Linked DNA regions of Sus scrofa: regions 1, 3 and 4 are each linked to region 2. Evidence: chromatin contacts called from public Hi-C, promoter capture Hi-C and targeted proximity ligation data. All regions are on one chromosome and are shown on one strand. The core of a region is the stretch at or near the end of the contact, and the rest is flanking DNA. Distances in the headings are between cores, read along the strand shown. Region 1 overlaps EXT1 (exostosin-1). Region 2 holds the start of EXT1 (exostosin-1). Region 3 overlaps EXT1 (exostosin-1). Region 4 overlaps SAMD12 (sterile alpha motif domain-containing protein 12).

Region 1 (6,003 bases), core at 3,116-5,615, 140 kb after region 2:
AGGCATCTGTAATTTACAGGACCACCGTTCGTTCATTCGGTCCTGGAAGAAAAGGGATGACAGTCTCCGTTCTTCAGCTCCCCATCGCTGATGTGACTCCCACTGGCTTCTTTATTTCCTTGCAGTTAAATCATTAATAACCATGAAGAGTTTATAAACTCTGGATTTAATCCTCATTAATATATAAGACTCAAAGAGTCATTTCCTTTGAATATACATAGGCTGTTTCTCTAAATTGTCCTCAAAGTTACCCCTCTCCTTTAGGTTTCTGTGGTCCCGTTAATTCTGAGAAGGGGGGGCCCTGTTTGATTTGGATCAGGGAGTACCTGAATATCAGGGAATCAGTAATTGTTTTGTGACTCTGGACCCCTGCTGTGTTTGATGGGTTTGCCAGAGTTTACCCCCTAATTTCCACTGCAGGAATGCCTCCCCCGCCCCCCAATTCCTCAGGCTTTGGGGGCAGAGGAGGTGGAGCGGTATTGTGAGACAGGTGGAAGAGAGGCATTTCCCCTTTGAATTTCTAGAGCCAGTGAAGTGGTCAGATTTGAAATGAGTGCAGGTGGTTGCAGGCTGCTCCCTTTTCCAAACAAGGGGAATTAAGATCATTCTGCTGTTTCTGTGGAGCTGAAGGCAAACCGGGGGTGGGGGGATAGGAGGGTGGACATGTGGGGGCGCTGGGCAGGCCAGCTCCCTGCAATGGGTGCCTTAGGAAGGAATGGGGACAGGAAAGGACAGAACAGGGGTTGAGGACCTTCTCTGAAGCCAGCTGAACCCAGAACCACCCTAGGTAACCCCTCAAGGTTCCTTATCCATCCAGCCTAGAATCCTGTGTGATAAGACTTACTACCTTTATTTATCTCTTCAGATTAAAAAACAAAAACAAAACTTGAGCTAGCCCAGGATTACGCTGCCTGTACATAACAGGAAGCGCAAAGTTGGAGCCCCTTGTTCTTCAAGTGCAATCCTCTGTGCATGCCCTCTCTCATGTGAGTTCTCACTTCCTTTAAATCTGACTTGCAAAGGATTTTGATCCATCTCAGTCAGGCTTGCAATTGCTAAATACTGATGTAAGCACCCAGACCATCAAGCATTTCAGCGAAAACCACTGTTTCCCCAAGTGGGGTCCATGACCCACGTGCCTTGAGATGACGTGGGGCCCCTGCTGCAAATGCAGACTCCTGAGTCCTGGTTCCAACCAACGAAATCTGCAGTTCTGAGATGGGGGCCCAGGTATAAGCCCTCTGGGAGTTTCTGGGGTGCCCCACATTGGAGAACTATGGGATACAGCGTCTTTATTGAGCTCCAGGATAAAAATGCTCTCGCTATAGGGATGGCTAAACCACTGTGTCTTCAGACAACCAGTTTGTGAAGTTTGCCTGTAGAGTGTCCGGTTCTCTTGCCTCACTTTACACAAAAGGAAAACTGTGGTTTGGAGGGTTTAAGTCATGGTTAAAATTCTCATGGCTTGTATAAGGTAAAGCAGAGACGAGAACCAGTTCTCCCTTCTCCACACTGTAGCTCACTGCCTCCAGGCTTTTAAAAAATCAGCTAATCAAGGAGGCTTGGATCCATTTCAATCCTGTCAGTGACCCTATACGCCACATAAAAGATGAGTCCTGTGAGAACGGCCGTTCTGATTCACACTCATTTGAATGTTGAAAAAAACAGTGCATTTCTTCAGAGTTCTCTGTAGGAGGTGGAAAGATTCAATAAGCTAGCTAAGAAGGTTTCCAACACACACACACACACACACACACACACACACACACACACACACACACACACACACCTGTCACAACCCGAGGGGTGGAGACTGGCAGGCATGTATTAGGCAAGATTTTTCAGTCTTTGGAGGTGATTTCTGAAACTGTACATTAAAACAGCCCCATAAAGATTAAGCTGGAATTTCACTGTGTGTTCCTGGGATTCCTGTGCCTGTGTCAATGTGAGGCATTTCACTTTAGGTCCACGTGAGGGCTGGCATGTTTTTAGTTTGCAATGTTGGCCAAACAAAAGGTGGAAGAGATTGCTTTGGAAAACTGTTCAATTCAGTTAAGAAACCCATCCCTGAGTACAACTGACTTCATTATTTACAAATTCTCATAGATAGTGCAAAAGATGCTTCTGCGGTGGGGGTCGATGACCAGATCCTGCTTGTTCGCATTTTCACTTTGGATTCCAAATCATGGGGCTTCTCCTGGAAGGCTTGGACCCCGCCCCAAGGCTTCCTATAATAAATGTGGCTATTTTGGGAGTTCCCGTTGTGGCTCAGCAGTAATGAACCTAACTATTATCCATGAGAATGTGGATTTGGCCCCTGGCCTTGCTCAGTGGGTTAAGAATCTGGCATTGCCTTGAGCTGTGGTGTAGATCACAGATGTAGCTCGGATTTGGTATTGCTGTGGCAGTCGCATAGGCTGGCAGCTGCAGCTCTGATTCAGCTCCTAGCCTGGGAGCTTCTATATGCCACATGTGGGGCCCTAAAAAAAAAAAAGGAAAAATAAAATGTGGCTGCTTTGTTTTGTCCTAATTGTTTCATTGCTCTTATCTTCCCATTAGAGATGGTAATTGTGTTTGGACTAGATCTGCATTTTGCATTTTCGCCGTTTATTCACCACCATGATGTACAACCTATTTTTGCTTAATAAATAGTTTGGTGCATGAGAAGAGATAATCTTTCAACAATCATGTTGAGCTCCTTCTGTGCCCAATATTGTAGTCACACTCCATTCATATTACTGGACACAGTAGGTAGTTCAAAGTAGGTATCTAGTGCTTTACCTAAGGCAGAATGGGTCGCCTTTAATTATGAGCATGTGTAGCTCTTAGCACCATGACATTGGCAGACACTCCATTATGGAAAGTTTGGTTGTGGTGAATTATCGGAAGTGTTCCTCTGATTTGACTTTTGACCTTTGGCAGGAACAACTAGGCTTAATTTCTGGGTTTGAGTCCCCTGCCCCCCCAATTTGGTTTGTTCAGTTCATATCTATATTTTCTGATGTTTTCATTTTAATCGTATTACCCCCAAGTTAACCAAGTTAAAAATTTAAGTGTGGAAGCCTGAAATTGTCTCTTTTTCCAAAAGGAGGTTTTTTTTTTTAAATTTAATAACTGTTGCTGCTTAAGTTTCTAGTCTGAGGAAAAGGTCGCATTTCCTTGGCTGTTGGCCCGAACAAAGGCACAAAAATAGGAGCTGGTACCCAAGAGAAATGTGGAGTTTGCGAGTGAGGAGGTGGTCACCCAGACAGCTCTCTTCCCTCAGACATTGAGGTGCATTCTGGGAAAATCACCCGAATTCAAAACACTCACCTTGGCAGGGTCACCTTTAAGTGCCAGGCACAAAACTATAATGAGGCTTCCTTTCTCATAATTCTTCTTTTCATGATTTTCTCAGCTGGATTCTTCAAAGGATTATTTGTAAAGACCTTTACGGTGTGTTATGATTTAATCAGATGTAGCTCGAATTTCCCAAGATGTGTTAATTATCACCGCCACACAAGTGCAACCGAGGAAGCAAAATGTTTTTCATTTGGGCAGGTTGAGGGTTTGTTTAAAATGTACTTAGGGCCATTAGGATCAAATCAAAATATAGTGCATGGTAATTATGCATGAAATAAAAGATTACCTGCTGTTTAAGTAGCCTGTTTCCTGATAATATTGCAATAACGTCGTGAGAGAAAATTGGTTTCCAATAGCAGTAGAACACCTTATTTAAGGGACAAAGTGAACTGTATTAGATTGAAAAATGAACACAAAGATAAAAGAAAAATAGATTTCATCATCAAATTATCAGTGGATATTATCCTCAGTCTTAAAGAAAAATTGTTTCCATCTTTCCTTCCATCGAAATGGAGAATGATTTGTTTGCATTTAGATAGAAGTGGAATTGGTATATTTCAGGCTTGACTAAATACAGGAAAGAAGAAATGTCTGATGTGAGAAGGGAAAGGCCTTGTACATGAGAAGAGTCAAAAGCCTGACTTCAGAAATAGACAAATCCCAAAGCTGAAACCCAGTCCCACGCTTACTGGCTGTCTGGCCTCCACCGTATCACTAACCCCTCTCACCTTCCATTTCTTTCTTTCTCAGCGAAATGGGGCTTTTACTATTAACACACCTTGTTGTAAAGATTAAATGAAATATTGTATATAAAGCACTTAGCCAGACATGTTTATTGTATAGTAGTGATAAGATTCGATGGCGTTATTAGCGTGTCAGCTGGGGTCATGGCTGATTGAGAATAGTCTGAATAGCAAGGGGAGCATGTTTTAAACTTTGGAATTCTGAGCCCATGTAGCATATGGCAGGTAGAAATCTCATTCTGTGTTGGAATTTGATCCTGCTCTCTGAAACTGCGATGGTGAGGATGATATGAAGTTGACAAATGTGCTGATGTGGAGAATTTTCAGTGTCACCCATGTGGTCATTACCCTTTACCTTTCAGAGAGAATTCAGTTATGAAATAGACTTGTTCCTGAAGAGCTGACTAGCAAAATAGGTGATTTCTACAAAGGTTTCCCTGCTACAGACCGGTCGGTGGTGAAAAAGAATCATTTTTTGGGACATAAGAGATTTGGACATTGCCCTTTTGTTCATGATGGGAGAAGCTTCCAGTTAACGCCATGTATCTGAACCATTTGTGTGAATAGTTAACACACACTTAGGTTAAAAATTAACTAGTTACAGAAAGTCCTTTTTTTTTAATTCTGAAAAATTAACTTCTTTGGGGGTATTAGAGAAAGCGTTCAAGAGATTCACTGATTAGTGTGTACTGAGCCAATTCTGTAGCTGGCAACGTGCTAGGGCATTCTCAGTTTCTATCTAACTTGAGGATAACCCGAGGGGAAGAAGAAGAAAAAAATTCTTGCTCCATGTGTATTAGAAAACTACCCTTTCCATTCCAAGGGATGTATATGGGCTACATTTTTTTTTTTTTTTTTTGTCTTTTGCCTTTTCTAGGGCCGCTCCCACGGCATATGGAGGTTCCCAGGCTAGGGGTCCAATCGGAGCCGCAGCCACTGGCCTATGCCAGAGCCACAGCAACACGGGATCCGAGCCATGTCTGTGATCTACACCACAGCTCACGGCAATGCCAGATCCTTAACCCACTGAGCAAGGCCGTGGATCAAACCCACAGCCTCATGGTTCCTGGTCAGATTCGTTAACCACTGAGCCACGACGGGAACTCCTATATTTGGGCTTCTGAATTGCATGATTATCAATCTGCAGGACCTTGAGACTTTAATCAGAGGCTTCTGACCCCAAAATGTCAGCATCATTTTTGGTGGTCTTTGGACCTGATTTCCCCTTGTTTTTCATGTATCTATTGAAAAACCAAACAGATATTTCGTGCTTCTGGCAAGGGAGTCCCTGAATTGGCAGCACTGCTTGGTTCCAGGTTGTTAATTGAACAGTAGCAATCAGCCTGCATGATCTTTAATATTCTGATGCTGCAGACTGATGCCTAGAACCTCAGACATTTTGTAATCCACTACAAAATCATTCTGTACCCAAGACTGAAGAAAAACAGCATGTCATTTAGACCAGTCTTTCTCTTTATCCTTACGTTCCAGTGGATGTACTGGCTGGATATATCTTGCCCTAGTCTAGTTAACTCTCAAACACCCTGTGTCTCAAGCCCAGCATGAAGGATACTGAGAGTTCATGACCGTGAAATCACTTATTTCTGACTCTTCCTTTTGCTTTGTTTGTTTATGCAACAAACAGTGAGTGCATGCCTACTATGTGCCAGGAGACATTCTTTGAGGCACCTGGAGTGTGCCAGTGAGTAAACCTAAGATTTCTGTTGGTGGGAAGCTTACACCCTTCCTGAATGGACATGCTTGGGATTCTTTAAGGTGCCCTTTGCCTCCTGTCATTGAATTTGGAAAGAAGAATTAAATCAGACAGGAAAGGTCTCTACACATCTTATTTTGGTGAACTAACATCTATTCCCTCACTCCCCCTCCCAACCCCACCCCCAAAACACCTTCCTCCTTT
Region 2 (5,778 bases), core at 390-2,889:
GGGGTACAAGTCCAATCTGGAAAACCTACCTCATCTTTGGCAGGCCGGCTATAGGGAGAGACTTCTGGAATGTACAGTGATGTCCCACCCAGGCCCCTTCCCCCTTGATTAAAAACGAATCTGAAACAACAAATGTCTAAAATTTTCCACTCTATCATTCTACCCTGCCTTGTTAGAACTATGCTCTTTGTCCACACCCGCTGGAATCTTTTGCAGCCTCGGGGAAGCTGGGAAGTGTTTGTCCCTAGCTCGCAGTCACTCCCATAATAAACAATCACTAAACAGCTTGCTGCCCTAGGCAACTGTTTGTCCAGCTTGGCCAGACCCATGCGACTTTAGGCTGGGGAAGAGGGTGGGAGGTGTTCTCTGAAAAGCAGAATCCAGGCTCTGAGGCCAGGGAGCTTGGCTTGACCAGAAATACTGTTTGGGAACTAGCACATCTTTGTGGTCTCAGAGGACCTTTAGAGGGACTCTCGGTCTTTATGCGAATTGTCCAGTGATGTTCCCTGGGGGTAGCAGGAGCTTGGGGCTGGGGTGTGGGAAGGCAGTTGAAGGAAGGACCAGCCATCTTGAACTAGTGGTCAGTAAGGTCATTTCCTGCCTCAAATGTCTCTTCCACAGCTGGGACAATTGGCTGATCTACTACTCATCCATCTTGAAGCGACAGCTCCTTAAAAACCACCAGCCCACCATCACAGAAAGAATAATGTCCCTTTCGGTACTGGGATGGGCTTAAACCAACCACGTTCTCCTCAGCTACTAGAATTTCTCTTTTTCCCCCACTGTGATTGGAAGTCTTGGAGAAGCTTTCTACAGAATAGACAAGGGGCAGCGGGGAGTGAGGAAAGGATGCGGCGAAGTTATTGAGGATTTGGGGTGGGTGTCTCAGTACAGACATGAGGAACTGCAGTTATTCCTCTTGATTGTAAAATTTCCTCTTTACTCTTGAGGGTTGGGAGATTTCCCTGGGAAAGAAAAAATAAAAGGATGGGTTCTGTAGGGAATAAGGACCCGCTCGTAAGAAGGAAGCATTTTGGGCCTCAGAGGGTGGAAGGTGGGCGGAGAGAGGCGTCCTTCTGGTCCGCGAACGCTTTCTTTGAAGTCTTTCTTTCCTCCCTCATCCCTCCGCCTCGCTCCACGGCTTCAATTTTCGAGCATCCTTTTCCAGGAACCCGCACACTCCCTGCCGGCCGCTCGGGGAGGCATTCGCGGCAGGCAGCCGAGCAGACCGGATTCTCGAGGGCGCCCGGGGCAAGCCGGAGCAGCGGGGCCCGAGAAGCGCCGGCCGCTTCCCGGTTTCCCGGCAGCCGCCCGCCCACGGGCGCCTCTGGGAGGCGCTGCTTCCCGGCGCGGCGGCAGGAGGCGGTACGGCCCACCCCGGGGTCCCGGTCGCGGAGCGCCGAGGGGCCGTGGGGCTAGCACCCAGCAGCCCAGCGCTCCGCCCGCCCGGCAGCGGCGGAGACGCCCCGAGACCCCGGTGCCGCCTGCACCCCCCGCGCCGCGCCGGCGCCTCGGCCGGTGGCCGGGGGTTATGAATGGGCGCAGCGGAAGCACCGCCCCCCCCGGACGTGACGCTCGGCCAATGGCAGCGCGGGCTGCGTGGATGGATGAGGTCAGCGCTGTCGTGTCGGGAATGGAATGTGTAAGTGTAACATTCAGAACCGGGTAACATTCGGCGACCGAACGCGGCGGTCGGCAGCGATCGCGCGGGGGCCTGCGAAGCGCCGCTCGGGGCCGGCACTGCCCGCGGGGAGGACGCGCCGCCGCCGTCACCCAGCGCCGCCGCCGCCGCCGCCTCCAGCCGGGCCGCCGCGCGTCCCGGGGGCCGGCCCCGCGAGCGCAGGAGTAAACACCGCCGGAGTCTTGGAGCCGCTGCAGAAGGGAATAAAGAGAGATGCAGGGATTTGTGAGGTTACGGCGCCCCAGCTGCAAGATGCATTAGCCGGCTGAACGCGGGGATCGGCTGACTTGTTGGAACCCGAGTGCTCTGCACGGGAGTGTGGATGAGTTGAAGTTGCTTTCCCGGGGCTCGTTTTCCACGCTGCCGAGAGGAATCCGAGAGGCAAGGAAATCACTTCGTCTTGCCATTGATTGGGCATCGGGAGCTTTTTTTTTTTCCCCCCTCTCTTTCTTTTCCTTCGTCTTGTTGCATGCAAGAAAATTACAGTCCGCTGCTCGCCCGCCCTGGGTGCGAAATATTCAGCCCCGCTCTCGCCTGTCCATTGTGCAACCCAAAGATGAAAGACCGAAGGGGAGAAAGTTAAAGAAATCGCCCACATGCGCTGGATCAGTCCACGGCTTGGGGAAAGGCATCCAGAGAAGGTGGGAGCGGAGAGTTTGAAGTCTTTACAGGCGGGAAGATGGCGGACTGGAGCTGAAAGTGTTGATTGGGAAACTTGGGTGATTCTTGTGTTTATTTACAATCCTCTTGACCCAGGCAGGACACATGCAGGCCAAAAAACGCTATTTCATCCTGCTCTCAGCTGGCTCTTGTCTCGCCCTTTTGTTTTATTTCGGAGGCTTGCAGTTTAGGGCATCGAGAAGCCACAGCCGGAGAGAAGAGCACAGCGGTCGGAATGGCTTGCACCACCCGAGTCCGGATCATTTCTGGCCCCGCTTCCCGGACGCTCTGCGCCCCTTCGTTCCTTGGGATCAATTGGAAAACGAGGATTCCAACGTGCACACTTCCCCCCGGCAGAAGCGAGATGCCAACTCGAGCATCTACAAAGGCAAGAAGTGCCGCATGGAGTCCTGCTTCGATTTCACCCTTTGCAAGAAAAACGGCTTCAAAGTGTACGTATACCCGCAGCAAAAAGGGGAGAAAATCGCCGAAAGTTACCAAAACATTCTAGCGGCCATCGAGGGCTCCAGGTTCTACACCTCGGACCCCAGCCAGGCGTGCCTCTTTGTCCTGAGTCTGGATACTTTAGACAGAGACCAGTTGTCACCTCAGTATGTGCACAATTTGAAATCCAAAGTGCAGAGTCTCCACTTGTGGAACAATGGTAGGAATCATTTAATTTTTAATTTATATTCCGGCACTTGGCCTGACTACACTGAGGACGTGGGGTTTGACATCGGCCAGGCGATGCTGGCCAAAGCCAGCATCAGTACTGAAAACTTCCGACCCAACTTTGATGTTTCTATTCCCCTCTTTTCTAAGGATCATCCCAGGACAGGAGGGGAGAGGGGGTTTTTAAAGTTTAACACCATCCCTCCTCTCAGGAAGTACATGCTGGTATTCAAGGGGAAGAGGTACCTGACAGGGATAGGGTCAGACACCAGGAATGCCTTATATCACGTCCATAACGGGGAGGACGTCGTGCTTCTTACCACCTGCAAGCATGGCAAAGACTGGCAAAAGCACAAGGATTCTCGCTGTGACCGAGACAACACCGAGTATGAGAAGTAAGTGGCTCGGGGGTCGGGCCCTGCCCACCTGGTCCAGGTGTGAGGCTTGGGGGGCTGGGAATGGGGCAGAGGAACCCTCCTGTGCTCTTCCTCCTGCTCTGAGCCTGGGACTCAACCACCCGGTGCAGGTGCGTGTGGCCAGGAGCTGAGAACCAAGGGTGTGAGCTCCTCAGGCTAACGGGAAAGCCTGGAGCACTTTCTTGGGCCAAGTAGGTGACAGTGTCTCTCTCTTGCCTGGAAAACTTTCAGGGCGATGTGGTTCCTCTGAAGCGTGTGGGTTTGATCCAAGTTTGGAAGCGGCGCTTCACCGATGGATCATCGGGGAGGGTGTTTTGTGTGAGAAGGTCTAAGGACCCCAGAGGCTCTGAATCCATCCACAGTGTGGAGACCTTCCCCCAAGATTGATGCTTTATTTGCATTTCTCACGAGCAGGGGGAACTGCTTTCCCTGGAATTCTCCCACCCTCCAATTGGATTCTTTCCGTGAACCTTAAATTTGTGTTAGCAGTGGAAGTGCTTTAATTTTAGCTACTCAACTTTCTGTGCCTGTCTCTTCCTTACTCCCAGATGGTGTTGACTTTTTATGAAGGGAGACTGTTAGCTGGTTGGGGCCTGTGATCTTGCATGCATGAGTGCATTCATTCATTCATTCATTCCTATATGTTTGTATAAATATATCCTACCCCCTCCCTAGGAGAAGCAATTTTTTAAATCTGGGCCTAAGCCCCAGGGCTGCAAACTGCAGTTGCTTGTTTAGCTTTCCCTTTTCCCTTTGTCTTTATTGATTTGCATGTAAAACGGAGTCTGTTACTCTCTGAATGGGCTTGAGATGCCTCCTTACCCTGTGGAGTGAAGCAAGTTTTGTCCAGTTGCTAAGTAACTGAGTTGGATACTTTGTAGCCCTTCTCTCTCTTCCTTTTCCTTCCCAGTGACAGCAACTGACACACTGGACTTGGGATCAAAAACTGGTTTCCAGGAATCTGCTTTCACCTGAGCTTGGAGGGTCAGTTTCCTCGTGGATGGGGTGGTGAGCCCCAGACTCTCACTTCTGTCTGGCTGTGAAAGAGTTAGGGAGCTCCTACAGTGCATTTCCACGTTACGCCAGTTAAAACCCAGAGCAGCCTTGTGCTACCCAGGGAAGGAAGGGGAACCTCTCAGCTGAGTACAAGAGGAACTGGCAGAGGTTGGCAGATTTTGCAATTGATTCATGAAATGCAGACTAGGGGAAACGCTTTGCAGACCTGATTGGAGCAGGAAGGGGCATGGTGGGGAAACGGCCCTGAAGTGAAAGGTTTGATTGTTGTCTGTGGATTTCCTCAGACACTTGGGCCTCTGTAGGAGAGATTGGAAGGGAAATTAAAGTCCTCCTGTACTTGATCAGAGATGGTGAAGGAGAAAATATCCAACACTGGGACTTCCCAACCCCCAACACCTCTCGCTTTTCAAGCGTAAGAAAAGCCCAAGGCTGTAGGATCAATTATGAACCTACATTTTACTCTGCTTCAGGGCCAGTGATGGGTGCAGTGGCAATGGATTAAAATTTTCTCACAACAGAAGCAAACTGTGGTTGGTAATGAATGCTTTGTTTAAACGACATTTACATTGACCTATTCCTGTGGGTGCTTGTAGGAAAAAATGCTTATAGCCTTTGAGGAATTTCTTTGTCTGGTTTATGGTGGAGTAACTCGAGATGAAGTCTAACCTTTCAGTGTCTTTTAAAGCAGTCTTACCGAATTTTGTAGCAGGATCATTGTGGTCTTCATTCTTTGAAAGGGGCTGGAGCTGCGATCTTACCTTCAGAAATTTGAATTGTACATTTATTGGAGGAACACCCGCAATCCACCACGACAATCATATCTCTTTACCCACCTGGTCTCAGAATAAATATTCAGTGTCTACATGCTCTGCTGAAGCTTTTTTTGAGAGATTGGCAGTGAGGGAAGGAGGGTTGGTTTCTTAGAAACTTTCATTTTTGCTAAGTAAATTTCACTAATTTTTGACCTCTTTGTGATTGGACCAAGAAATCTGACACCCACACCCTCGTTTTGGTTTTTGTTTAAAGACCGCAAGGTGTCAGGCCCTCAGGACAGGGATCTCATCTGAAAGGTGGCATTCAGTTAGGAAAGCAAGTGGCTTCTTTCTCCTAAGCAGGGGTTTCTTTTCCTGGGGTCACTTCTGGATGTTCTTCCTTCCCCTCTTGCATACTTTCCAGCTCTAATCTTGTGTCAGAGGCCGAGATGGGCCTGCAGAGTGTTTATATTCATTCGCCTGGTTGACCTGGAGTTTTAACTCATTGCTCGCCCTGGGTTATCTGAATGCTTTATCTCTGAGACATGGTGCTTGCAAATTGCCTTTTGCCGTTGACTTG
Region 3 (5,563 bases), core at 2,893-5,392, 230 kb after region 2:
TAATTGGATCATTGAAGTAGATTCTTCTTGTTCCTTCATTCACTTTTTTTTTTTTTTTTTTTTTAAATGAAGCTCTTCTGGTGGACCCTCTGGGTCCTAAGGTGGATGCTGGACACAAAAGGGAATGACATACATAGTGTCTAATTTCAGTGATCTGGTGCTTTGTGGGGTGGGAGGTTGGTTTCTGTATTTCCTAGCACTTGCAGTAGGCAGAGGCAGCACTCCGGAGCAGCTTACATGACAGGAGGATAAACGTAGAGTTAAAGGAGGTCTTGTCGTGGCTCAGCAGTAACGAACTTGTGTAGTGTCTATGAGAACACGAGTTCAATCCCTGGTTCTGCTGAGTGGGTTAAGGATTCATTGTTGCCGTGAGTGGTGATATAGGTCGCAGATGCGGCTCGGATCTGGCGTTGCTATGGCTGTAGCATAGGCTGGCATCTGTATCTCCGGAATGACCCCTAGCCTGGGTGCCACCCTAAAAAGACAAAAAAAAAAAAAAAAGTGGAGTTAAAAGATAGGTTGTAGATCACATGTGTCCACAGTTATGGACTCACTGTTGGCAGAGCCACCTAGACTGTTGGGCCAGGTGCATGTGATGTACCCAAGATTTAAGTATCCACGTCAGGCCTCTCCTTCCTCCTTCTGTGTGATGCCCACTTGTTACACTGATTGTCAGCTCCCGGAGGACACTGTTATGTCTCCTCTATCTAGAAGAGTCCCTAGCAAAGAGCAGACTGACAGCAAACACTGGATGTGAGCAGATGTGCAGGCGTAGCAATTCTCAGACATCCCAGGCACAGGGAGCCACACTCGACAATCATAGGGGAAGATTAGGGCTCCAGGATGGACTGTTAATAAGGCGGTGCATCCCGTTTTACCCTGAGCTTTGAGAGATATGCTATGTTATCACAACTAATCACTTTTAGTTTTGCTTACTTGTTAAGCAAGGTGAGCCATCACAGAAATAATTTAGGCATAGTTGGGTCATCTTTAAATGAAAGTCTTTCATTTCCTAAACTTGATTTTCTTTTAAAATAAGAGAAACAGCCTTAAAAGTACAGAAATGATATTCTCATTTGAAATCAGTAGTTTTAAGGCTTAAGATTGGGGGGCATTGCTTCTTAGAAGAGGGGTACCAGTGCCACCTCATACTATTTCCTTGCTTTATATCCCATAGTAAATGAGTTTCTCCTCGATCTTGAAAAATTAGTTCATAGTCTAAAGGATTATTATATTTGATTTGATTTCCTCAGAATGATATTATTCAAAGAACTATTCTCCTAGTATAACCTTATTTCAAGGAGAAAAATTATACAATTTTTTTATATATATATATAACTTAGATTTATATAATACTGTGAGGGAAAAGAGAATATTTATGACAAAATTATTTAAACTTTACCTTCTTTTTCCAAACAGTAGTCCTTAAAATGTAACTTGATCAAATGGGATTATTTTAAAATCAGAAACCTATATACTGGTGGTATTTACGTTTGATAGGGAGATAAGGATATCATAAAATGAAACATTATTTTGAAAATAGACATCATTCCCTGCTGTGCTGTCCTTCAGTCAGGGCCAATATTTCCAGGGGGTGGGGGAAGAAATAAAACTAAGTTTGTTTTATTTTAATTTCCAGACATGGTTTATGAGGGGGTATATGTTTCAGAGAATTGCCAACATTTCTGGTGATTGACTTCATCATACACTCAAGATCAGACTGTCTCCAAGGATCCTCCACTCTGGGCCCTGAGCTGCTCTTAGCCAAGCCCTGACTCGGGGATGATCCGATGGCTCGTCCTTCCCATCCTCTGGGTTGAAGAGACAAGCTGCTGTTTATGGGCAAGACCCAGGCTCTTCACCTCCTAGAATTTCTGTTGGAAGGCTGTGGATTGGCAGCTTGCATCCCTTTTCTTAAGTTCTTGCCCATTGTTCTGGATGTGGAGCCAGGCATGGACAGGTTGCTGGGTTCACAGAGCAGACGGAAGGCACAGGGCCTGGAGAAAAGATTTACGCACTGGGGTGGCGGCCTGCGGATGCTGGCAGGAGGTCCAGCCTGCCAGGTAGAACTCACACATCAGGGAACACAGAGTTGTGCAAAAAGTGAGATTTTTGGCAGGCCCTTGGCACCTTGGAGGACCTGCCGGCCCCAGGGCAGGTGAAGTGGAAGAAGTCTAGGAGCAAAGCTGTTGGGAGGGTGCTGGCCTATCTCCCATCAGCGTTAATGCAGTCTGACACTGGTGTCAGGCCCTGCTTCTTGGGCTAGGGTGTATGTTGGCAGGACTCTAGGATTTGCTCTGAAACATGTTTTCATTGTAAGAGACCACTTGGTAATGAGGATGTGTGGAAGGATATACATACTTTCTTCCTACCTCTATCGATTGACTCTCATCATCGACTAAAAGTTGACCAGAGGAAGCAGCTACATTGGCTTAAATGATTCCTAGCACCATACCTAAAAAATTGTGGCCCAGGGATGTGCTGATGTGCTGATGGCTTATGCTTCTATCACATGCTGCCTCTAAGGCTAGGAGTGGGGACCAGTCCCACCCATGCCAAAGGGGCTGGGTAGCTCCGCAGAGGGGAAAGGGATGCAGGGAAGGATGCAGCAGTCCTCTAGCGTTTGAACCCACAGGGATGCCTCATATGCTTGGGCTGAAATCCACCGTGGGCCATCTTCTATGAGGTGGTTCTCCCTAGACCTGGTCTAGGGAGAGCAACTTATTTGCCTAGAGAAGGGCGTGGGCAGAGGTGCTGCTGGCTAGTGGTGGTCCTTGGAGCCAAGTTCCTGAGCCTGGAAGATTAAGTATGGACTTGGTTTCTGAAAGACAGAAAAGTCCCATTATAGGAAGTAGAGACAAATACTTAAAAGGGCTAATGGCATTGGTTATATGCTGAATCCTTGGCTATTGAGCCCAAGCTTCTCTGGGCTTCTCTCTCAGAGATGGACTGGTTCTAGAACCTCAGGTAGAATTAAACTTGCAAGTGGGTGGTTGTGTGTTTCACCACGGGGCTTTGAAGATTGTCGGTAGAGGAGGCCAGCAAATAGATATGGTAGAGCTGACAAATTGGTTATTACGGGGTTGATTGGTTAATAGTGTGTTTATGTTCAAATGAACATACAGCCGCCCAATTAGCAAAGAGCTTTTTAAAAAATTGAAGCCAGGCGGGGAAGGGAAAAAAAAGAAAAGAAAAAGATATGTTTACAGGAAGTGGGTAGGTTTGAGGGAGGGTCTCTGAAGAGTGTTAAAGGTAAAACTCCAAGCCTTCCATCCAGCCAGCCATGGTGTTGGTGACTGAAAGTCATTATCATATGACCCTTTGCTGTCTGGTGGAGTGTTTGGAATGAGCTAGTTAATCCCATTCCAATTCTTAATGGGCAGGTAGCCAACTCATACAAAACACCTTGACAATCCATACTAATTGGTTTGTCTCCATGGAGCCACCAAATTGAATCTCCCATGGAGATGGACATTTTCCTCAACACCCCCCACTTCCCGTTTCAACTTTCCTCCTTCTCTCCCATCGTGTGCACGTGCGCACGCGTGTGCGCACATGCGCGCGCGCACACACACACACACACACAGAGCAATGGAATGATTTTGCATTTAAATAACATCATTTTTTCCACCCATCTTTCTGGCCTATAAATTTCCCCAAGGTTTCTTTTTAAAAGAGGAGTGGATTCGAGGTAAGGAAAGTAAACTGAATGCCCTTGGGACATTTTCAGGGTCATTTGTATTTTCAGAAGCGGTTTCATTGCCAAGTAGTAAGAAAAAAGTTATCTGTGAACAAAGCAAAAATGCACTTCATGTCTTGGAAGGCCACGGAAACAAATTCCTAGACACAGATTCATACAGCCTAGAAATAGTCTCAGAAAGATCTACCGACCCACAAAAAACTTCTGCCAGCCCGCAGAATCATTTCCAAGAATGGCTAATCATGTACTATTGAGAAATAACCCCCCCCCCAACAACGGATAAGAATATGGGTTTATGTAATGTTGATTGAAAGCCGGGTTTTGAATAAATGATTACCCCTTATACCTGAAAGTTGGCTTCCCTGAGCACCAGCCACCTCTGGTTATTTCTAAGGGGCAGTAGGATTGATAGCGTTCCCTCCATTGGGTAAATATTTGGTACATAGTTGGCTAGTTAGGCAAAGCCGTGGCCCTCGGTAGCAGTTAATTTTGAGCTCTGGAGCTGGACGGATCCTGGCCAGTGTGATCCTCACCCGTTGTATGACCTTGAACAATGACCGAACCTCCCTGGTCCCCCGTTTTTTCATCAGCCGTCTGTGCCATAGGGTCACTACTTAAATGAAAAGTATATTTTATTTATAATTGAATACCATGTTTTTAGTTGTCAGTTTTAAACGACTTAACTTTGGGGACATTTGGGATTTATATAAGGAAGGGAAACTTGTACGGAATGAAAAGCTGCAACACCCCCTTCCTTTATTAATGTGACATGGCCCACCCCTTCTGCCCACGCCCCCTCCCACTGAGGGTAAATTAAAGCAATATAACTCAGTGTAAACATTTGTCAGCCCAAATGCATTTCTAGACATTCGGTGTGTACAGGCACCTGGTTATTTACACGATTTATACGATTAATGCCATCAGCCCTAGATAGGCTGCATTTCGAATACCTGCTCCCTGCAAGCCTTGCTGTGCATTTTGACAGTCAGAAATAAATAACCTTACCTATAATTATCTCTGTCTGTAGACTGTGGTAGATAGGGAACAATGGGTATTTCATACTCCGTCCTCCTAGGGTCCAAAAGGGATGAAAGAAATAGAGGAAGTTTTCCTAACGAACAAGACAAAAGGAAGTCATTTCTGAGTAAGGCCATTAGATATTTTTCTTGCTCCGTAATCACAAAGCCTAGATACCACTGAAGGGAAAATGATCTGATAGGCTCCTCTTTATCACTGCTTGTGGATAAAGCGAGGTTTGATTTGAGCCTCCTGGGCTCCAGGAAAAGGCAGAGAAATAGGAAGTGAAATGGACAAGGGATTCCAGCGGGACTCAGCAAAGGCTTGCGTGGGACAGAGAAGTGCCAGCACCTCTCAGGCCGTTCATTCTGGCTCTCAGATGTCCGTTTGGGCTTTCGTCATGGCAGTTCATCTTTTATGCAGACAAATAGTGAATGCTAGAGGCATGAAAATTATAAAAGAACCCCCAGCTTCTTGTCTTTTGAAAGGTCCTTGTATCCTTGGAGAAGAGAGAGGGAAGTAGGAAACCTCTGCAGACGGCCCCAAAGAAAACCCACAGCGCTGTCCTCTGCGTTCGTGTGCACCAATTACTTGATCATGTCAAGGATGCTTGTAATTTGGGGAGAAGAAAAATATGTAAACCTGTTCCTTGGACTGGGAAAGAATGGAATTGTTTAAAACAGGTTTTATGGTCTTGCTTTAGGTTTGAAACATGTCCTTACGGATTTTTTTTTTTTTTTTCCTTTTTCAACATTTTGGTGGAATGGTGGCATATTTTCAGCATTACTCCTCCCTTTTGAGGGGATGGGTAGGTATGGAATTGTCTTGCTATTGTGTCAGTGTAGC
Region 4 (5,896 bases), core at 696-3,195, 230 kb before region 2:
TATCAGGCACGTTCTCCTTTTACAGATGAAGGGACCAAGGCACACCAAGGTGAAACAACTTTTCATACAGCTGCTAACTGGCAAAGCCAGGACACTGTCTCGGGCCATAATTCAGTGTCTGCACTGTATCCCCCTGCTGTGCTGCGGTATTCTGCTTAGAGGTTGCCTCTTCCAACCTCTTATTTGATTAAATGAGTTATTGTATAAAAAGCTCTTAACACACAGTAAGAGCAATGTAAGGGCCAGCTGGTGTTAGTATTGTGTTTAATAAATGGTGAAAGCTAAGGCCAGAGAAGTGATGCGGGTTCATACACTTGGCCCAGGATTTCCCAAATCATATTCTGTAGAGTGCTGGTCTCCAAAAGGAGGTAATAAGTATTTTTTTTTTTTTTTAAGGATACTGGTCAAATGGGTTTGAGAAATGTTGGTTAAAATTTAAAAACAGTCTTTGATGCTAACATACACTCCTCAAAGCACTTTGATGTGCTCCTGTGTATTAGTAATCTCCCAAAGGTGACCATGGCGTACAGTTTTCCGACTTAACAGACTATTGTATGGGAAAAATTAGCTTGGCAGGGCTGAGACTGCTTTTCTTAGAAGGTGCTGCTTGCAAGGTTGGCCCATACCGGATTTCCAGGAGAGTTCCCACCACCCCCCATCAGAACAGCCCACGTGCCTAAACTGTTGGTCCAAACAATAGCTTTTATGCTTGAATACCTGCTTTCCCTCTGAGAGTCTGGAATTTTGGCACATGCCCGACCAAGGACGCCTGTGTGATAAAAACCTTGGGTAGCGAGTCTCTAACGAGCTCCTGGTAGACAGCATTTCACACGTGTTATCACAGCCCGTAGCTAGAGGAATTAATGCATCTTCTGCCCTGACTCCACAGCACAGGGAGAGGGTGCTTGGATGTTTGTGCCTGGTTTCCTCCAGACTTCACCCCAGGGGCCTTTCCCTTTGCAGACCCCGCTCTGCATCCTTTTCCTGTGCTAAGTCATAGCTGTGAGCACAATTATGTGCTAAGTCCTGTTGGTGCCCCCAGCAAATCACCAAACCCGAGATGTCCTTAAGGACCCCTGTTGCAACCAGAAAACCCATTCCTGCAGGATGCCTTTGAACATCCTGGGGCTCACTGGGGCTCCACAGCTTATGGTACGGACAAGGATGAGCTGTTCGGTCCCACAAGCTAGAGGCAGAAACCACACCACATCTCCACTCTGGGCTTCTGGGTGGAAGATGTTAGCGTCCCTGAGGCCCAAGTAAAGATTCTGTTCCTGGCTGGAATACACAGATTAACTAAACAGTGACAGAGCAGAACTGGCTGGTGCGATTTCGTCGTAATTTTGGCACAGTTGGATGGAACAGGAAGATAGGAACCAGCAGCCTCAATAGAACCACCTTTCATGTTCTTCCATTTTTGGGGCTTAGCTCTTGAGCCCAGGGTAGAATTATTTATGATAAATGTATTTTACATTATATTAGTATTTGTATGAAAATGTATTATATAAACTCATATATGTGCCGAGGACATGTTTTAGCTATCTAGTTAGACAGCCCCACTAAAGGGAGGCTTTTCGAGCCTTCTGGCTCCAGCCTGTGGCTTATCCCTTTGAAAATGAGATTTCCTTGAATTCATTCTAGAGAATAAACAGATGCACCGAGGGTCCCCTGAGAGCAGATGGGCTGCTACGATGCATGAAGAACCAGATGAAGAGGGTGATCAGCCCCCTCGTGTGTTCCCCCAAGTGCCTTCGCCGCACCCCCCTCCCCGCCCCCACCTTCTTCATGGCTGACTTGCCCTCCCCGTGTTTTTCACAGCTGCCAAAAGTTATATTTGCATATCCTCCACCTTGGGTGGGGAGCTGAACTTCCTGCAGCCCGGCCTGCTCCAACTCACTTCCCTGGCTTGTATGTCTAGACCAGCCTACACTGTTTTCCTGTGACTTGTTCTCACAGGCACGGTTGACCTGTTTCCAGATAACACGCAGGCCTCCACCAAGAACCCGCCAGTTATTCACTGGCTTAGCTGGCTGCTGGCCAAGTTGACTAAGCAGTCCGTCTGCCTCATGGTCTCAGTACCCTGAGTTTACACCAGATTGTGCCTCCATTTGTGTGTTTCTTCTCTCTTCTTGGCTCTCTGACCTCTCCTCATCTCAGCTTAGGTCCCACTCTGTCCTCTGGGAAGCTGGCCTTTTCCTTGGTACCCGGGTGGACCTCCCTGGACCTCGAATCCCCGCAGCATCTCTATCTGGACCACCCACTTTTACACTTCTTATCTTTGTATACATCCCGACCCATGTAGAAGGAGCTCCTGCTAAGAGCCGTTCAGCGCACTAGGAAATGGAGATGTGAAAAGAGAGTGTAAAACAAAGCTCCCGCCCCAAGGAGTCCCTGTCTGCTTGCGCTGCTTCGCACTGTTACACTATTATTCACCTACTCACGCTGTTTCCTCTCTGCCTCCCTGAGAATAAAGAACTCTTCTTCTTGGATTTTTTGCATTTCCAGGGTGATGAACCTTCCGTTGTAAGGAGGGGTTAAGACCTCAGAAAAAGGCTTGGTTCCTATGCTGTGGCTACAGTAATGAGCCACGCTAGCCTCTCCTCCCTCATTGTGAACTGAGAAGTCGTATCTGCCTCTGACCTTGTTGTGAGGGCTGCCCTGGGCCGTGTTCCCAGGTGCCCAGCATGGGGCCAGGAACGTGGTACTCACTTAAGTAAACGGTGGCTTTAATTCTTTTACGAAGCAGGCCTGTGACACAAGAGTTCCTAATAGTTTTGCCTGGACCTTTGGCCTCAGAGCAGCACCAGGAGGTTCTTCCTGGTGGGCAAGATCCTGGCATTGTACTATCCACGTCCCACATCAGGTCCAACCTGAGCGGGATGCGAGGAGTTAAAAGAGAAAGGAACGGTGAGTCAGCAAGCCGCAGAGGCAAGTCAAGACCCGCTGGGCTTCCTCTGCCTCAGGATGCGGATTTCCACATCCCTTTTTTGGCACAAAGGTTGCTGTCCCTAGGTTGTTTCACTTCTGGACAGCCACCCAAGGCAGAATGGAGGCTGGAAAGGAGGAAAGACTTCCCATGTAATGACAGAAAACTGTGTGCCAGGTGGCCACGTAGGCTTTGTCCCTTTTCACAGCATCCCTGCTGAGAAGGTGATCTCACTGCAAAGATTTTCAAGCTGAAAGAGGTTGAGCCCCTTGACCAAAGTTGCACAGCAAACCCAACACAGATCCACGCTTCTCTCCCCTTCACACCAAACACCCTTTGGTAGATCAAATCGATGGAGGTCCTGGCCTAGTCTGGGCTGATCGGTCTGCATTTCCCGGTCTATTAGACCCAGTCTGGCTCTGCCCCAGGGGCCTCTGGTACAGGTGACAGCATTGCAGCAAGCTTGCAACTCCATCATCTTTAATGCAGCCTCTTCAGGGCTGGGACTAGCGTGAAGCAAATGAGGTGCCTGATGCAAAAGGGAGACCCTCACTCCCAGGTTCATGTATGAGTCAACCCATGATTTTGCTCACCTAGATCCTAGCCAGGCCCTTCCTGAAGCTGACTGTCCCCAGTATAGCTGCCAGGATTTGCTAAAGAGAATTCCACCTGGACTTCCATCACACTGATAACCAGGATGGGCCTGCGATTGGCAGGCAGATGCTTTGCACCTGCGCCCCACACCCCAGATTGCACATTTCTATTTCTGAACAACTCCTGCCCCTAAAACTCTTTTCCCTCCTCCAAAACTGCCTTTCATGGTTTCTTTTCTCCTGATTTTCCCTCCCAGTGGTAATATCCCACGCAAGCAGGAAGAGGCCACAGAGACCTTCTGGCGGGGGCTACCAAACTGTACTCAACCCAGGTGTTAATTCCAGTCTGCTGGAAGTGGCTGGGAAGAGGGGGACTGGGAGGCCCAGCCAGGGCTTAGCAGAGAGCAGAGTGGTCTGGGTAGCAGGCCCCACCTCAGGCCTGGGATCCAGGCAGTTGTGCTTGCCATTGTTATAACCCAGGCTGGCCCTCCTCATTGTGTAGAAGAGAAGCCATGAGGAGGCCCTGGGGGTGACTCCCTTGAGCTCAGTTGGCTGGCTAATGCAAAACCAAGGTTAGACACCCGACCCGCTACTCCTTGCACACTTTCGTCCCTGAGTTAGGGAGATGGAGTCCACTGTATACATTCTTCTCTTGGCTGCATGACTTCCACAGCCACCAAGTCATAAAAAGAGGCTTGATTCGCAGTTTAGCTGCGTCCCGTTTGCTGCCTCTCAAAAACCTGCCCCTTCACTGAGTACCAACAGTGTGGTTCAGGCGCCACCTATATCAGAATCATCTGGAGTGGGACACCCCCGGTTCTTCTGACTCAGAAGGTGATTCAGTCACTAAAGTTTAAAAAGTACTCCTGTGGTGATGAGACTGTTTTATCCATGACTTCTTGCCTAGTTTCTTGGGCTTCTCCTTGTGTTTCTTTCCTTTAGGGCATAACGTCCGTGCCTCCATCATCTTGGTTGTCTAGTTCTTAGTCCAGTTCAACAAGAAGTGAAAATCACTAGACATTTCATCAAACTGTGATTTGGCCAAGATAGAAATGGAAGAAGGGGATTCTCATTCAGGTTTCTCTTGTGGGTCATGACAGAATGATACAGAAGGATCCCTCATTTACCTGCTGGTATATTTACAGTAAAATTCTGTTGTCAAAGATGATAAAACACTGTGAAGATCTTCATTTTCAGCAAAAAAAAAAAAAAAAAAAAAAGTCTCAATATATGTCAGTATTTTCCTAAAACTCCTTTGTAAGAATTTTCTTTTGTACATGAAGGGCGGGCCATTTGCTAGTGGACAACAGCAAAATCTGACACAGTTTTTCCCACAAATTTTGATTTAATCACCAACATTTAAAAATATTTGTACTTTCAAATATAAATTTCCATCTTCTACATAAAATGTTTAAAATACGGCATTCCCATTGTGGCTCGGCAGGTTAAGAATCTGACTAGTATCCATGACGATGCAGGCTCGATCCCTGGACTCACTCAGTGGTTTAAGGGAGCAGGCGTTGCTGCGAGCTGTGGTGTAGGTCACAGATGAGGTTCAGATCTGGCATTGCTGTGGCTGTGGTGTAAGCTGGCAGCTGCAGCTCTGATTTGACCCCTAGCCTGAGAACCTCCATATGCCGCGGGTGCATCCCTAAAAAAAGACGAAGTGTTTAAAATATTTTGTACTGGACCACAGTCCCACAGTACAACAACCTGGGACCTAGTGGCTGTTCTTTGGAACCAACTAAGGCGCCCTACCAACATTTGTAAATTTTTTAACATTCCTCCTACTGGGAGATGGTGTCTGGTGTCCTCTCCTTGAAGACTTAGTGATGGCTCTGACCAGTACCATGGGGCAGAAAATGGCAGCATCTCCTTCCTGTCTCTTGAGACCCTTGGTCAAGGAAGGGCGCCACCATATGACAAGTGCAACTGCCCTGAGATCGCCGTGGTGTGAGGAGCCCAAGCCACAAGAAGATACCCTAGAAGAGACATCGTGGGGAGAAAGACAAAGGTCGAGGAGCACCACGGTCCCAGACACGTGACCGCGGAAGCCGTCTTGGCAGTGGATACCCCACTCCCCAGAGGGGACATGGCATGGATCAAAGATGGACCACCCAGCTGAGCTCTTCGTGGATTCCCAACCAACAAAAGCATAAGCCAGAGAAAACCATGGCTTTCCATCATAAAACTGGAGTTGATGACTGAAACAAGAGCACGTGTGTTTAGTTTGCTCTCTCCTGCCCTCCATTCTTTCCCCTGGCTTTGCTTTCTTAAATTATTTTACCTTTTTGGCCTCTGTAGAAGTTTGGGTTCACACTCCTTATTTAAACCATGGTCTGGAGTCCCTTGAGTTATGTGAACTTTTGGAAATTAG

The links. Promoter capture Hi-C pulls out the DNA fragments that hold promoters and counts their contacts. Hi-C and Micro-C count contacts between places; a contact is called where the count stands out from the background.
Region 1: a promoter capture Hi-C map of liver shows a contact between it and region 2, with 7 times the contacts expected there. A contact is called at or near these places in 3 of 5 promoter capture datasets (fetal liver and liver), 7 of 47 Hi-C or Micro-C datasets (embryonic fibroblasts, fetal liver, fetal skeletal muscle and 2 more) and 2 of 2 datasets of targeted methods (alveolar macrophages and skeletal muscle).
Region 3: a Hi-C map of liver shows a contact between it and region 2, with 5 times the contacts expected there. A contact is called at or near these places in 4 of 5 promoter capture datasets (fetal liver, fetal skeletal muscle and liver), 28 of 47 Hi-C or Micro-C datasets (adipocytes, adipose tissue, alveolar macrophages and 15 more) and 2 of 2 datasets of targeted methods (alveolar macrophages and skeletal muscle).
Region 4: a contact with region 2 is called in a targeted proximity ligation map of skeletal muscle, with 3 times the contacts expected there. A contact is called at or near these places in 1 of 5 promoter capture datasets (liver), 6 of 47 Hi-C or Micro-C datasets (embryonic fibroblasts, fetal heart ventricle, fibroblasts and 1 more) and 2 of 2 datasets of targeted methods (alveolar macrophages and skeletal muscle).

What each region holds. Positions count from the first base shown.
Region 1 is chr4:20,784,521-20,790,523 of Sscrofa11.1, forward strand. All of the region lies in intron 1 of EXT1 (exostosin-1), which reads left to right. Among named protein-coding and RNA genes, the nearest start is that of EXT1, 140 kb to the left of the region's middle.
Region 2 is chr4:20,643,363-20,649,140 of Sscrofa11.1, forward strand. It overlaps EXT1 (exostosin-1), which reads left to right and starts at 1,640. Exons shown (of 11, transcript XM_001924980.6): 1 at 1,640-3,408. The coding sequence starts at 2,447.
Region 3 is chr4:20,871,534-20,877,096 of Sscrofa11.1, forward strand. All of the region lies in intron 1 of EXT1 (exostosin-1), which reads left to right. Among named protein-coding and RNA genes, the nearest start is that of EXT1, 230 kb to the left of the region's middle.
Region 4 is chr4:20,410,721-20,416,616 of Sscrofa11.1, forward strand. The region is part of intron 4 of SAMD12 (sterile alpha motif domain-containing protein 12); the gene reads left to right. Among named protein-coding and RNA genes, the nearest start is that of EXT1, 230 kb to the right of the region's middle.